Regions from separate parts of the Mus musculus genome. Here all the other regions are linked to region 1. Evidence: chromatin contacts called from public ChIA-PET and HiChIP or PLAC-seq data. All regions are on one chromosome and are shown on one strand. Each heading gives the region's core, a stretch centred on a gene start, on an enhancer-like site or on the middle of the called end of the contact. The rest is flanking DNA. Distances are from core to core; before and after follow the strand shown. Region 1 holds the start of Mapk9 (mitogen-activated protein kinase 9). Region 2 overlaps Rasgef1c (RasGEF domain family, member 1C). Region 3 overlaps Cnot6 (CCR4-NOT transcription complex, subunit 6).

The links. ChIA-PET counts read pairs in DNA pulled down with a chosen protein or histone mark. HiChIP or PLAC-seq counts read pairs in DNA pulled down with a chosen protein or histone mark.
Region 2: a contact with region 1 is called in an RNA polymerase II ChIA-PET map of memory CD8 T cells, with 50 read pairs. The contact joins the enhancer-like site here to the promoter of Mapk9 in region 1. A contact is called at or near these places in 3 of 484 Hi-C or Micro-C datasets (CD4 T cells, erythroid progenitors and natural killer cells) and 2 of 115 datasets of contacts at active chromatin or transcription factors (effector CD8 T cells and memory CD8 T cells).
Region 3: a contact with region 1 is called in a BATF HiChIP or PLAC-seq map of CD8 T cells, with 9 read pairs. The contact joins the enhancer-like site here to the promoter of Mapk9 in region 1. A contact is called at or near these places in 2 of 39 promoter capture datasets (the HPC-7 cell line and cranial neural crest), 2 of 484 Hi-C or Micro-C datasets (centrocytes and embryonic stem cells), 18 of 115 datasets of contacts at active chromatin or transcription factors (the 230-238 cell line, CD8 T cells, VIP interneurons and 10 more) and 3 of 9 other capture datasets (adipose tissue, liver and pancreatic islet).

What each region holds. Positions count from the first base shown.
Region 1 is chr11:49,844,970-49,848,693 of GRCm38.p6, reverse strand. Mapk9 (mitogen-activated protein kinase 9) reads right to left here and starts at 1,943. Exons shown (of 12, transcript NM_207692.2): 1 at 1,719-1,943. Gm36507 (a long non-coding RNA gene) reads left to right here and starts at 2,397. Exons shown (of 4, transcript XR_003949545.1): 1 at 2,397-2,479.
Region 2 is chr11:49,979,575-49,983,181 of GRCm38.p6, reverse strand. It overlaps Rasgef1c (RasGEF domain family, member 1C), which reads right to left. Exons shown (of 14, transcript NM_029004.1): 14 at 2,959-3,607. Among named protein-coding and RNA genes, the nearest start is that of Rnf130, 44 kb to the left of the region's middle. Within about 2 kb of position 1,346, at least 68 of the 459 cell types and tissues checked have an H3K27ac peak or open chromatin away from gene starts, as enhancers often do. A contact at or near this core is called in erythroid progenitors and memory CD8 T cells, where this site is marked.
Region 3 is chr11:49,695,124-49,698,766 of GRCm38.p6, reverse strand. All of the region lies in intron 2 of Cnot6 (CCR4-NOT transcription complex, subunit 6), which reads left to right. It also overlaps the pseudogene Gm12192. Among named protein-coding and RNA genes, the nearest start is that of Cnot6, 16 kb to the left of the region's middle. Within about 2 kb of position 2,061, at least 30 of the 459 cell types and tissues checked have an H3K27ac peak or open chromatin away from gene starts, as enhancers often do. A contact at or near this core is called in the 230-238 cell line, CD8 T cells and centrocytes, where this site is marked.

The sequences.
Region 1 (3,724 bases), core at 694-3,193:
CTACAGTTCCTGCTCCTCCATGCTTCTCCCTCCCACACTGCCTGCTCAGGAGGTTAGCAGTGCTGCATGAGGTCCGCATTTTGGCTTGGCACCAAATAGCTAGTTTTAATTAGCTATTGCCAACACTGACATATCAGAGTCCAGATACAAACTTGGAATCCTGGCTTTTACAAAAATTGCTGAACCAAGTTCTGGAGCTCTGGGGTCTCCAGCACCCCATAAAGCCCCACACTTGCCCTGGAGGGCTGATTCTTGGCTCCAGACTGAGCAGAGTTCCTTGTTGATCTTGCCCTTTCACTTTCTGTCTGTCCCTGCTCAAGGCCCTCCAGCACCCCCACCCCACACCCTCCATTTCTAGGGCACAGACCCTTCACTATAGCTGGTGTCATATCCTGTCCTAGAACTGTGTGCATGCCAGTCTGCTCTATGGGGCTCCTGGACTCTCTGGGGGACGGTACCCTGTTGCTATCTCCTTTGTGTCCCCAGAGCCCAGCAGAAAGCATGACCTAGATAATACAGAATCCAGTAGATAACTCCTGAATGTGTGGAAGGAAGCCAGAGCAAAACTCTTACCAAAACGTATTTTTTTTATCACAAATTGTTCTGACAGCTACTAGAAAGAGATTAAAAACATGAAAATATTTCACAAAGTGAGAATCAGCGTCTGTTTGCTTACAAGTTTCACAAGTTAAAGTCACCAACAAAATGGACAAAGCAGAGATAATAATAGGCAGGGATGGTCTTACTGTTCATTCACTGATCTGACTTTACAGATGAAACAACTACCTGTACTCACCATGCTATACAAAAAGGACGGGGCAATAAATCAGATAGCATCAATCCAGAGTAGGTACTGGATGGAAAATTAAAGAAACTGATGAGCGAGAATGACTAAGCGAGGGAAAAGGGTGGTCAAGCTAGGTAGGCCTCGCCTATAACAAGACACTGAACCACAGGAGGAAGCGATGTGAGAGAAGACAGCTGGGTAAAAATCTTATAGACAACTCTGAACATAGAGAAATCGAAGTGCAAAGGTCCTGAGGTAAATAAATGATTTTGGCATGCCCAAGGCAGGTGAGCTTAGGATAGGAGAGCAGAGATCTGCTTCTGTTAAGAGGGGAAGGAGTGGCGGAGGAGGTGGGCAGGGCCCACTCTGGCTTTGCTGGGCACTGAAGATGAATGACAAGGCTCGGGAGGGGGGGCAGAAGTGGGGGAGGACTCTAAGCGGATGAGGGGGAGTTCCTACGACACTCACATCAGCAAGGGAGCATTTATTTACCCACTCAGATGCTCTCAAATGTGCGCCTTAGGCTTCTCTGCCCTAACGCTTTGAGACAGTTACACTGCCCGTTAACAACCCCGACCAAACCCTAGACATTCTACCATTACTCCCGAGGGGAAAGCAGAGGGCCAGTGAGGGTCGCAGTCACCGCCAAGGTCGCGGGGACCAGAGCTCAGGCTCCAGGGCATGCAGCGGGGTGCAGCGACGTGCCTCACAGCTGGAGGAAAGGCGCCCACAGATCCCTGCGGGCAGGTCTGCTGGGGCCCGGCCAGACAGCCGGCCTGCAGCCCTGGGGCTGCACACACCAGGCGGGAGAGAACGACCGCGGAACCGTGGATAGCCGGGCAGTACCGAGCAGTCCACCCCCTGAGCCCCGCACCCCAGGCCCTGCGTGGCCCGAGCAGCCCCGCCAGGCCTAGCCGCCCGCCCGGCTCACCTCGGCTCCGCGCCGCCGCGCCGGAGGCAGAGGGAGGGCACGCTGGCGGCGATGCGTTCTGGCGGCACCCAGCTCCACGACCTGGACCCGGTCGCCCCGCCCCGCTCTGCTCCGCCCCGTCGCCGTCGCAGTGGGTGTGAGGGGCGCGGGGCGCTGCGACCCTTCCGGTCCGGTTCCCTTCTGCTCCGCTGCTGCCACCGCCGCCGCCGCCGCCGCGGCGCTCAGTCTGACGGATTCTTAGGCCAGCCAATCAGAACTAGGATATCCAGACAGGCGGGACCAATTGAGACTGGGGGTGGGCAAGGCTGGGCAGTACGGGCGTGGCTGGAGGCTGGGTGTGGGCGGGGCCAGTGGCGCGCTCTGGATGCCCTAGTGCAGAGTGGCGCCCCCTAGGCGGCTCGCCGTCTGACCGTCTGCTTGCTGGAAGAGCGTCCGCCAGTGTGCACAGAGTTAGGGATCCAGGTCAAGCTAGGACCGTCTCCTGAGCCCGCCCTCCAGGGCCAGGAGACCCGCATGCGCCGGAGAGGGTGGGCCAAGGGGAGCCAGAGCCGGGGAGGGGCGAGGCGTGACTTTGCGACTACAGTGTAGGAGCCATTGTCAGGCCTCGGTTGTAGCAGGTGCAAATGGAGAGGCGACTTGGAAAAGGACTAAAGACAGCCGGGTTAGACAAGAGTTCTGGGCATGATCAAGGACTTGAAGCCTGGGAACCTGGAGTACAACGGCCCCGGAGGAAGAACCAGGACAAGCCGCGGGGCCTTGGGGTTTGTTTTTCACTAAGGCAGATGCCACACTGAATGGGATCATAACAGGGGTGCGGCCAGATGTCCAGAAGGTGGGGGTTGGGGAGACGGTGACCATGACCCTGATGAGTCAGTGACGGGTATAGCCTAAAGAGGCCTCTTATAAGAGACAAGTTTCTGCTTTGGTGTAGAGGGGTGAGGAGGGTGTCCGTCCAGTGCTGAAGGGCTTCTAGACAGTGGGTCTTTAACACTGCTGCTTTTGTTGACGCTTCTGCAGACCTCTGGCTCTCAAGTAGGTTCCAGAAGGTCTGAGGTGAATCAGATGTTTGGAAAACTCAGAATTTGGGATTCTGACTACTCTGTGTTTTGATAGAGAGGCTGCAAGTGAGACAGGGACGTTGAACACACTGAGGGAAGCTACGAACAGGTTAGGCTGAGGACTGGTCAATAAGGGATTGGAAAAATGGAGACAGTAGTTGACAAGTGGTGTCTATGGTGGTAGAGCTGTAGTCACAAGATGCCAAGGAGGAGCCAGGGAGAAGGACTCTGCGTATAGGAAGATCAAGAGACTAGGAGGCCCCATGAATCTCCGCAGAATTTGAAGAGAGCTGTGACTCTGGTTTCAAGCACTGAACTAGGGTGGTGGAGGCTCAGAGGAGCAGTAGGGTCGAGAAGGGGATCCAGACAATCACAGTGTCTCTGTCCTATTCTGCTTTTATATTGGTGTGACAAGGCACAATGACCAGAAAGCACTTCGGGGAGGAGAGGGTTTATTTTGGATTAGAACTCTGAGGTCACACTCCATCGTTAAAGGAAGTAGGAAACTCAAGGCAGGAACCAAAGCAGAGGAAGTGGGGGAACGCAGCTCACTAGGTCAGGGATGGAACTGCCTCCAGTGTGCTAGGCCCTCCCACATCAATCATTTGTGAAGAAAATGTCCCCACAAACTTTATTACAGACCAATCTTAGGGAGGCATTGTCTCAGTTAAAAGTCTCTCTTCCCAGATAGGACTAAATCGAGTTGACCAAGCCCAACTAGCAGAGTCCTCCTTTGGCCACCCCCATGCTGGCCACCAGGGGGAGTATGGTTTATTCCTGCTCAAAATTCTCCTAGTTCCTGAGTGTGCTGCTTTGAGAAAGGTTCTTTTTGTGAGCTTCTGTCCACACCTGTCCTCACCTCGGCTCTTCCCGTCACTGCTTTAGAAGCTCCAAAGAAAACAGAGCCAGCAGTTGGCATTATTAAAAACCAGCACAGCCTGGCTACCA
Region 2 (3,607 bases), core at 97-2,596, 140 kb before region 1:
GCTGGACCCCCAGTGGGAGAGCCTGGCAGCCTGTCTTCTTTGTAGGGCTGAATCCTGTCGGGCTTTGTGTTCTTGGCTGTGCCCTTTGGAGTTGACTTGTGTTGTTGCTCATGAGAGGAAGTGGTCACGGTTCAAATGTCACAAGACTCATAGTTTATACAGTTTTAGTAAATTTTCTTGTCTCTTTTGTTTTGATGTGTGTGTGTGTGTGTGTGTGTGCATGTGGATGCAGATGTGTGTTTGGGTGTACTTGTACATGAGAATGGAGTGCAGATGTCAATATTTGATGTCTTCTGTTAGCCTCTGCTTTATTCATATTTGTTTGTTTGTCTATTTATTTATTTTGGTTTTTAGAAACAGGGTTTATTTATTTGTTTGTTCATTTTGACTTCCTGAGACAGGGTTTTTCTGTGTAGCCCTGGATATCCTGGCAGCTACTCTGTAGATCCGGCTGGACTCGAACTCAGAGCTCATCTGCCTCTACCTCCCCAGTGCTGGGATTAAAGATGAACACTACCACCGCCCGGCTTCCACTTCCTTCTTTTGAGACAGGGTGATTCACTGAATCTGGAGTTCATCATTTTGGCTAGACTGTCTGGCCAGTGGGCTCCTGGGACCTGACCGTCTCTTTTCCTCTGGTGCTGGTGTGCACAGATATGTGCTGCTATGCCTGGCTTTTTTCCTGGGTGCTGATGTGAACTCAGGTCCTCGTGCTTGGCCAGCAAATACTTTACACACGGATCCATCTCCAAAGTGCAGACTTCCCTGAGTAAACTTTCTTGAGTTGCTCCATGATGTAAGATAATTTCTAGAGGATTTAGAAGAAGTCATTTTCACCACATATAGTTACTTCACTCTGTACCTTATCCACAGAGCTTTTTCTAACAGCACGTGGCTCTAGGCAAGACCACAGGCTCTTTGTTCTGGGCATCGAAGTGGGAACCCTCATTTCAAATTATTAGAATGTTTTTGAAGTGCTGTGGGCTGAACTCAGGACTTTGAACATTGTAGGCAAGTCATTTACCACTGAGATCCATACCCCAGCCCCAAGGGACTGGAGGGAGAAAGGGTTTATTTTATTTTATTTTTTTGAGATACGGTCTTGCTATGTATGTAGCCCAGGCTGGCCTTGGACTGTTGATCCTTGTGCCTAACCAACCGAGTGTTAGGGTCACAGACCCACAACCCCATCTGGCTTAGAGATTCAGTTCTTGTCCAAGTATTATTTGTAATAACTCGGAGCGTGTTGCAAAGCTTGTCACAAAAGCCTCTACTTCCTGTCTCCCAGCTTTCTCCCTTATCTCTACTCCGCAGAGGCCTTCTGCAGTTACAGGAGCGCCTCACCTGCCAGCCTACTCTTTACTGAGGCTTCTCCTGGTGCCCTGTTGTCTCCCTTGCCCCACCCCCAGCCCCTCTCTTACTGCCAGCCCACTCTCTCTCCAAGGCTTCATTTTCTTGTGTTGGAGTGTTGAGCCTTGTCATTTACTTGGTGGCATGTACCTTGCTGTAGGAACATATGCTGGTGGAGCTTTGAGCAGGACTCCTGAGCCATGCTGGTGGGGTATGGCTAGCCACAGCCACCATTGGGGGTCATGGGAATTTCTTCTTATCAGGGCCTAAAGCACCCTTATCGCAGCTGTGGAGGTTGAGCCCTGTGACAACCGAGTTTAGATTCTTATTTAGGAATGCTGGTCTGGTTCCAATCTTTTCTCTCTCAAACAGCTCTGCAGCAAAAGTCTGTGAGCCTAGTGGCCAGATGAGTCACTAGGGGTGGCAGCCACAGGCAGCAAACATTTGTAATTTTGGTGGCATCTCTCCACTGTGGTTTGGCTACTGTGTTACCACCCAGAGCTCCGTGGGTTAGAGGCTTGGTACCTGGATGTTGGCACTGCAGAGTGTAAAGCTACCTTTTTGTTTTGTTTTGTTGTTTTTCAAGACGGGGTTTCTCTGTGTAGCCCTGGCTGTCCTGGAACTTGCTCTGTAGATCAGGCTGGCCTCGAACTCACAGAGATCTGCCTGCTTTTGCCTTCTGAGTGCCTGGGTTAAAGGTGTGTGCCACCCCACCCCCCAGCAGGTTCAAGAGCTTTAAGAGGAACATCCTAATTCGGTCTCTGTGGCAGTCAAGGGTATGACTCTCTCTGTGAGGCCTCTTGGTGATTATGGGGAGGAGCTCTCGGGCACTGTGTAGAGTTCGTAATCCTTTACTCTCGTAATCCTCCAACATTGCAATCTGCCCTGTATGTCACAGCAAGACACTTCCCAGAGCTGAGTCAATTCAGGTGCCGTGTCCCTGGCCTTCTGTGACCCAACCAGACCTCCTCATTAAGTTAGCTTCTTCAAGTATTTTGTCAAATGGTTAAACAGTGACTGACACCCTGTCAAAGTCACATCTTTGGAATGTGTCAATGTACACTATAAACAGTGACACTTGGGCAGAGTTCACAGAAGGCTAGATGCAGACAAGTCAATGGGTACAATGAAGGCCCAAGGGCTGATGCATGCCCCAAACCCCAGGGGACCTGAGGGGGAGGAGTTACAGGAGGCAGAGAAGACCATCTTGGCCGGATGCTGCCAGAACCCTTTCAGAATTCTAAGGATTCCCCACAGGCCCCTGAAGTTGTCTGTGTGGCCAGGAGGCAGGGACAGAGACAGGGTCTCATTTGAGCTCAACAACTGGTCACTGGCTGGCTAGCGAGCTCCAGGGAGCTGTGCATTTCTGCCCACCCAACACCAGGTCTACAGATGTGCTCCACCAACACCTGGCTTTTACACAGTTGCTGAGGACCCAACCTCAAGTCCTCATGTTGGTACTTCACCGAGAGAGAGAGCGCCATCTTCCAGCTTCACGCCCTGTTCCAAAAGTATATTACTACATTCCCAGGGATGATCCGGGAACCCCGCACCCTGCTCTGTTGAAGTTCATCTTGGGCCTAAGGATCAGACATATGGACACTCATGTGCAGGACGGGCGTACAAACATGTGTTTACTCCAACTCTAAAGTTTACAAGGGAGCTAGGCAGCAGGTTGTAATATACACATTGCCGACTCCATGACTCTGGTTTGTTTCAGTGACTTGTTTCACGGCTGTCGCCAGAGGGCTATCCTGATACCAGCAGGATGCAGAAGGAGATGGTGACTGCAGAAACAAGTCCTCTGGGAAGGACAGGATTGGGGACCCTCAGCAGAATGCCAGGGGCTAGCGTGGGCTCAGGGCTGGTGCAGGGACATCTCATGTTGTGCCACGATGCCTGCTGCAGTTACAGAGGCTCTCAAGCCACCTGGTGACAGACAGTGGTGTCACTCTCCACAGCACATGGCACTCAACAAGATCATGTGATTGCAGTCACCCAGCCATCCAGGTAGTGCTGTGTCCCTGTCCAGAATGGACAGATTGACTATGTGACCCACTTGGTCATAAAGGCAATGTTTGCCCAAGGCATGTCACCCATGCTCTTGGAGGCCCTGCCAAGTCAGCTGGGGCTGAGGTCCCGAGAAAGGTTTCCTGTGCCCACATGGCCTTTGTGGCAGGTACCAGGCCACAGCATCTGGTTTGCAAAGTAATGAGGCTTTGCGTCAACCTCTGCCCGTTGGGCTGTCTGTGACAGG
Region 3 (3,643 bases), core at 812-3,311, 150 kb after region 1:
AAACTATAGGAATCCCTGACAAGGTAGTTAAGAAACTGTGATAAATACAGAACAGAAATGCTTGAAGTGTCTTTAAGAAGGTTTTACTAGCCTGGCGGATTAAAGAAAGCATCTTAGGCTAGCAGTGTACTGAGATGGTGATGTAAGCCAAGTAGAACTGAGATTGAGGGCAGTTTAGGAAAGGGAACACACAAAAATTATTTTTTAAAAGGTACACCACAAAAGTCTGTTTTTCACTGTTCTCCTCAGTGTGTTACACAGCAAACACATAGACAAATAAGTTGTTCTATGTCTCTTTTTTGATATAAAATTATGTTATATGTATATTTCACTACTGTGGGGATTTTTGTTTTTGTTTTTGTTCACTTACTCAATACAACATAATCTCCAGTTTCACTGAGATGGCTGATCATGTCCACTACCAAAACCATCTCTAAACTGGAATTCAGTTGCTGAGCCAACCCCAGTCTCAGCTTTTCTTGTCAGCCCCAGGAGACACAGCACTCCTTCTGTAGGTATCCTTGTCTACCTCTCTCTCCTCTTGCAGATAACTTACCCTCTGGATCTTTGGGCCAAGGCCTGCTAATCTTAGAGTGATTGTGGCTCAGGGTGGCAGGCACAATCTCCAGAAGTAGGTGAAGGTGATCTCGGAGACACTAGACGCTCTTGTTTGTAAGGTACCAATAGAAATGTCTCCATGCAAACTGCTCCTTCATGTAGCCTTGAGACTTGAGAGACTGCATGGCCTTCATTACATGAAGGTTGGACTGTTTCTTATCTGACAGCTTGGAGTCTTAGGTATATGGGTATCTTTCTTGGCAACCATCACTGCTTCCTTAAAAAGGAGTTCATAGATGGCAGTCTGGTTCTTCTTAGGCATCAGTATCATGCCAGCTGCAGGGTCCAAGGCGGGGTTGGAAAGAAGCGAGAAGAGATTTTTTGTTTGTTTGTTTTGGTTTTGGTTTTGGTTTTGGTTTTTCGAGGCAGGGTTTTTCTGTGTAGCCCTGGCTGTCCTGGAACTCACTTTGTAGACCAGGCTGGCCTCGAACTCAGAAATCCGCCTGCCTCTGCCTCCCGAGTGCTGGGATTAAAGGCGTGCGCCACCATGCAGGCGAGGTTTTTTTTTTTTAAGTGGTACTTTTTCTTTTTTAATGGTTCTTTTGACAAACAATACCATAATTATTTTATATTGCCCTAATATCTAAGGGCACATAGATAAAGGGTATAGTAGTTAAAGGGGTATATGGATTTGTAGTTTTGACATGTGATACTTTGGAGATTTTTTTTTTTTTTTACATAAATTAGGGTGGTTTGATGGTTTTCTTAATCTTTTTCTGCATTAGTTTTACATTCTTACTATATCTACTAGTTATTTTGCCTTTTTGTTTGTATGATAAATAGGGCATTCTATTTTATTTGATTAAGTCCACAAAATTGGTTAATAATGCATCCTATATGCTAACAGGGACATTCTTTGTCATGTGTGGGCTTTCTTTTTTCCTAAATCCTTGTAAATGTATGAGTTAGTTGCTTTGATTTCTTGGTTCACTATGCCTAATCCTTTAGGGTTTGTTGACTGAACTGCTGGAAATGTGTGTGTGCTTTAGGTACAACAGTCTTTTGTTGACTTCTTACATATCTGACTGACTTGGGGTAGGGTGGGGCGGGGTGGGGTATGAAAGAAGTATGAGAAGTACTGGACAGTAGTGCTCCTCTTTAGCCTACTATGTCAACTAGATGTTTAGATTTTTCTTCCCCCAGAATCTTTCTAGATGTGTAAGCTTTGGTTTCTTGGTAGGTTCATTAATTATCCCTTAGCTCCCTTTGATTTCAGGGAGCAGTATTTCTTCCTGTCTCCTGATATTTAGTAATAAAATATTCTGGGAACTTTAGAATGAATTCACTTACTAGAATAAGAGTCTTAAATTTCAGCCTATCTTAAGCCACTAAATCACCCTGGAGGACAGTTTCTGCTTAACTGTGGCATGTTAGACATTTCCAGACCAAGGTAGTCACAGTTTGATCAGAGAATAACTGACATGCAGAAATCAGCATGCGTAGGAGCGGGAGTGGTTAAAAGCACATGCTAGTCTTGAGGGGGCCCCCAGTTTCACTTCCTAGCACCCACATCAGGTAGCTCAAAAAAACCACCTGTCACTGGGGATTGGAAACCATTTTCTGGCCTCTGCCAGCACCTGTGTTATCCACACAGATACACTCACTTATACATAATTAAAAATAAGTTCTTAAAATCAGCATTTATTTACATTGTAATAATGTAATCAATCTATTCTGACCTGTAGATGTGCCTGTTAGTGCTCTTTCCTGAGAAAGAACCTGTGATCCCTCTTTGTTAATGTGCCATTGCTACATCTCTTCTCTTATCCTATACAAGATTGGTGTTTTATAGCAGTTATATAAATAAAATCATTCAATATGGTTTTTGTTGTTTTATTTTTCTGGTAGACATGTTTTCTGGGTGTCCTCAGCTGACCTTGAACTTGCTATGTAGCCAAGGATGACTTTGAATTTCTGATCTGTCTCCATGTCCTTCTATCTGGGGCATTCCATAGGCGTGCACTATACTCCTGGTATGTGTTGGTACTGGGAATCAAACCCAGGAAGGACTGCATGCATATTAAGCAAGTACTTTGCCATCTGAGATTCATCCTCACCTCCAGTGTGGGACAAATACGGCTACTGTAAATGGTCCTGTTGCTGTGGGTGTAGCTTTTATTTCTCTGGGGTAAATATCTTTTGTCAAATGGTAGTGTAGTTTTAAACATGAGGCTCTTAAAGCTGTTTTGAAATAGTTCCCTCCCTCCCTCCCCCCTCCCTCCCTCCCTCCCTCCCAGCTTTACTAGGTGACTTTGGCCTCCACCCCCAGGGCAGTAGCATGTAGTGAATGTTTAGGACTTACTCTCTGACTTGTAGTGCTATCAAATTGTGGCTTTAATTCTTCTTCTTCTTCTTCTTTTTTTTTTTTTTTAATTATTGCTGATACTGAACATCTTTCAGTATGACTTAGCCATCTGTTTGTCCTTTTTGTTGACGTGTTTGTTTAAATCTTGTACAAAGAGTATTTTAGAGTTCTGTATTGTCTTAATCCTTTTAAGCTATACCACAGGCTAGATAATTTATAAACAGTTCAAAGTTGTTTTATGGCTTCCTAATGCTATGGCCTTTTAATACAGCTCCTAATGTTGTGGTGACCAGTCACCCTCCCCCAAGCCATAAAATTATTTTCTACTTCATAACTGTAATTTTGCTATTGTTATGAATTGTAATATAATTACCTGTGGGTTTTGGTTTTTTTAATGGTCTTAGGTGACCCCTGTGAAAGGTCATTTAACACCTCTAAGGGATCAGGACCCACAGGTTGAGAGCCACTGTTCTAGAGACTGAGGAGGTGAGGTCCAAGGGCTGCATCGGGTGAGGGCCAGCGTAGATGAAAGCATGAGGTAAAAGAGAGTGTGTGAGAGAGAAGATGAAAAGAGACTAAACTTTCATAAATTGGTTTCTATTATAACACATGGGCAGAACACTGGTGACTCATACATCTTACATCATGTCTTGCTTCTCAACACTGTTGCCAAGATTGATTTTCCAACATAGGATTTTTAGAAGGTGCGTCCACACCATA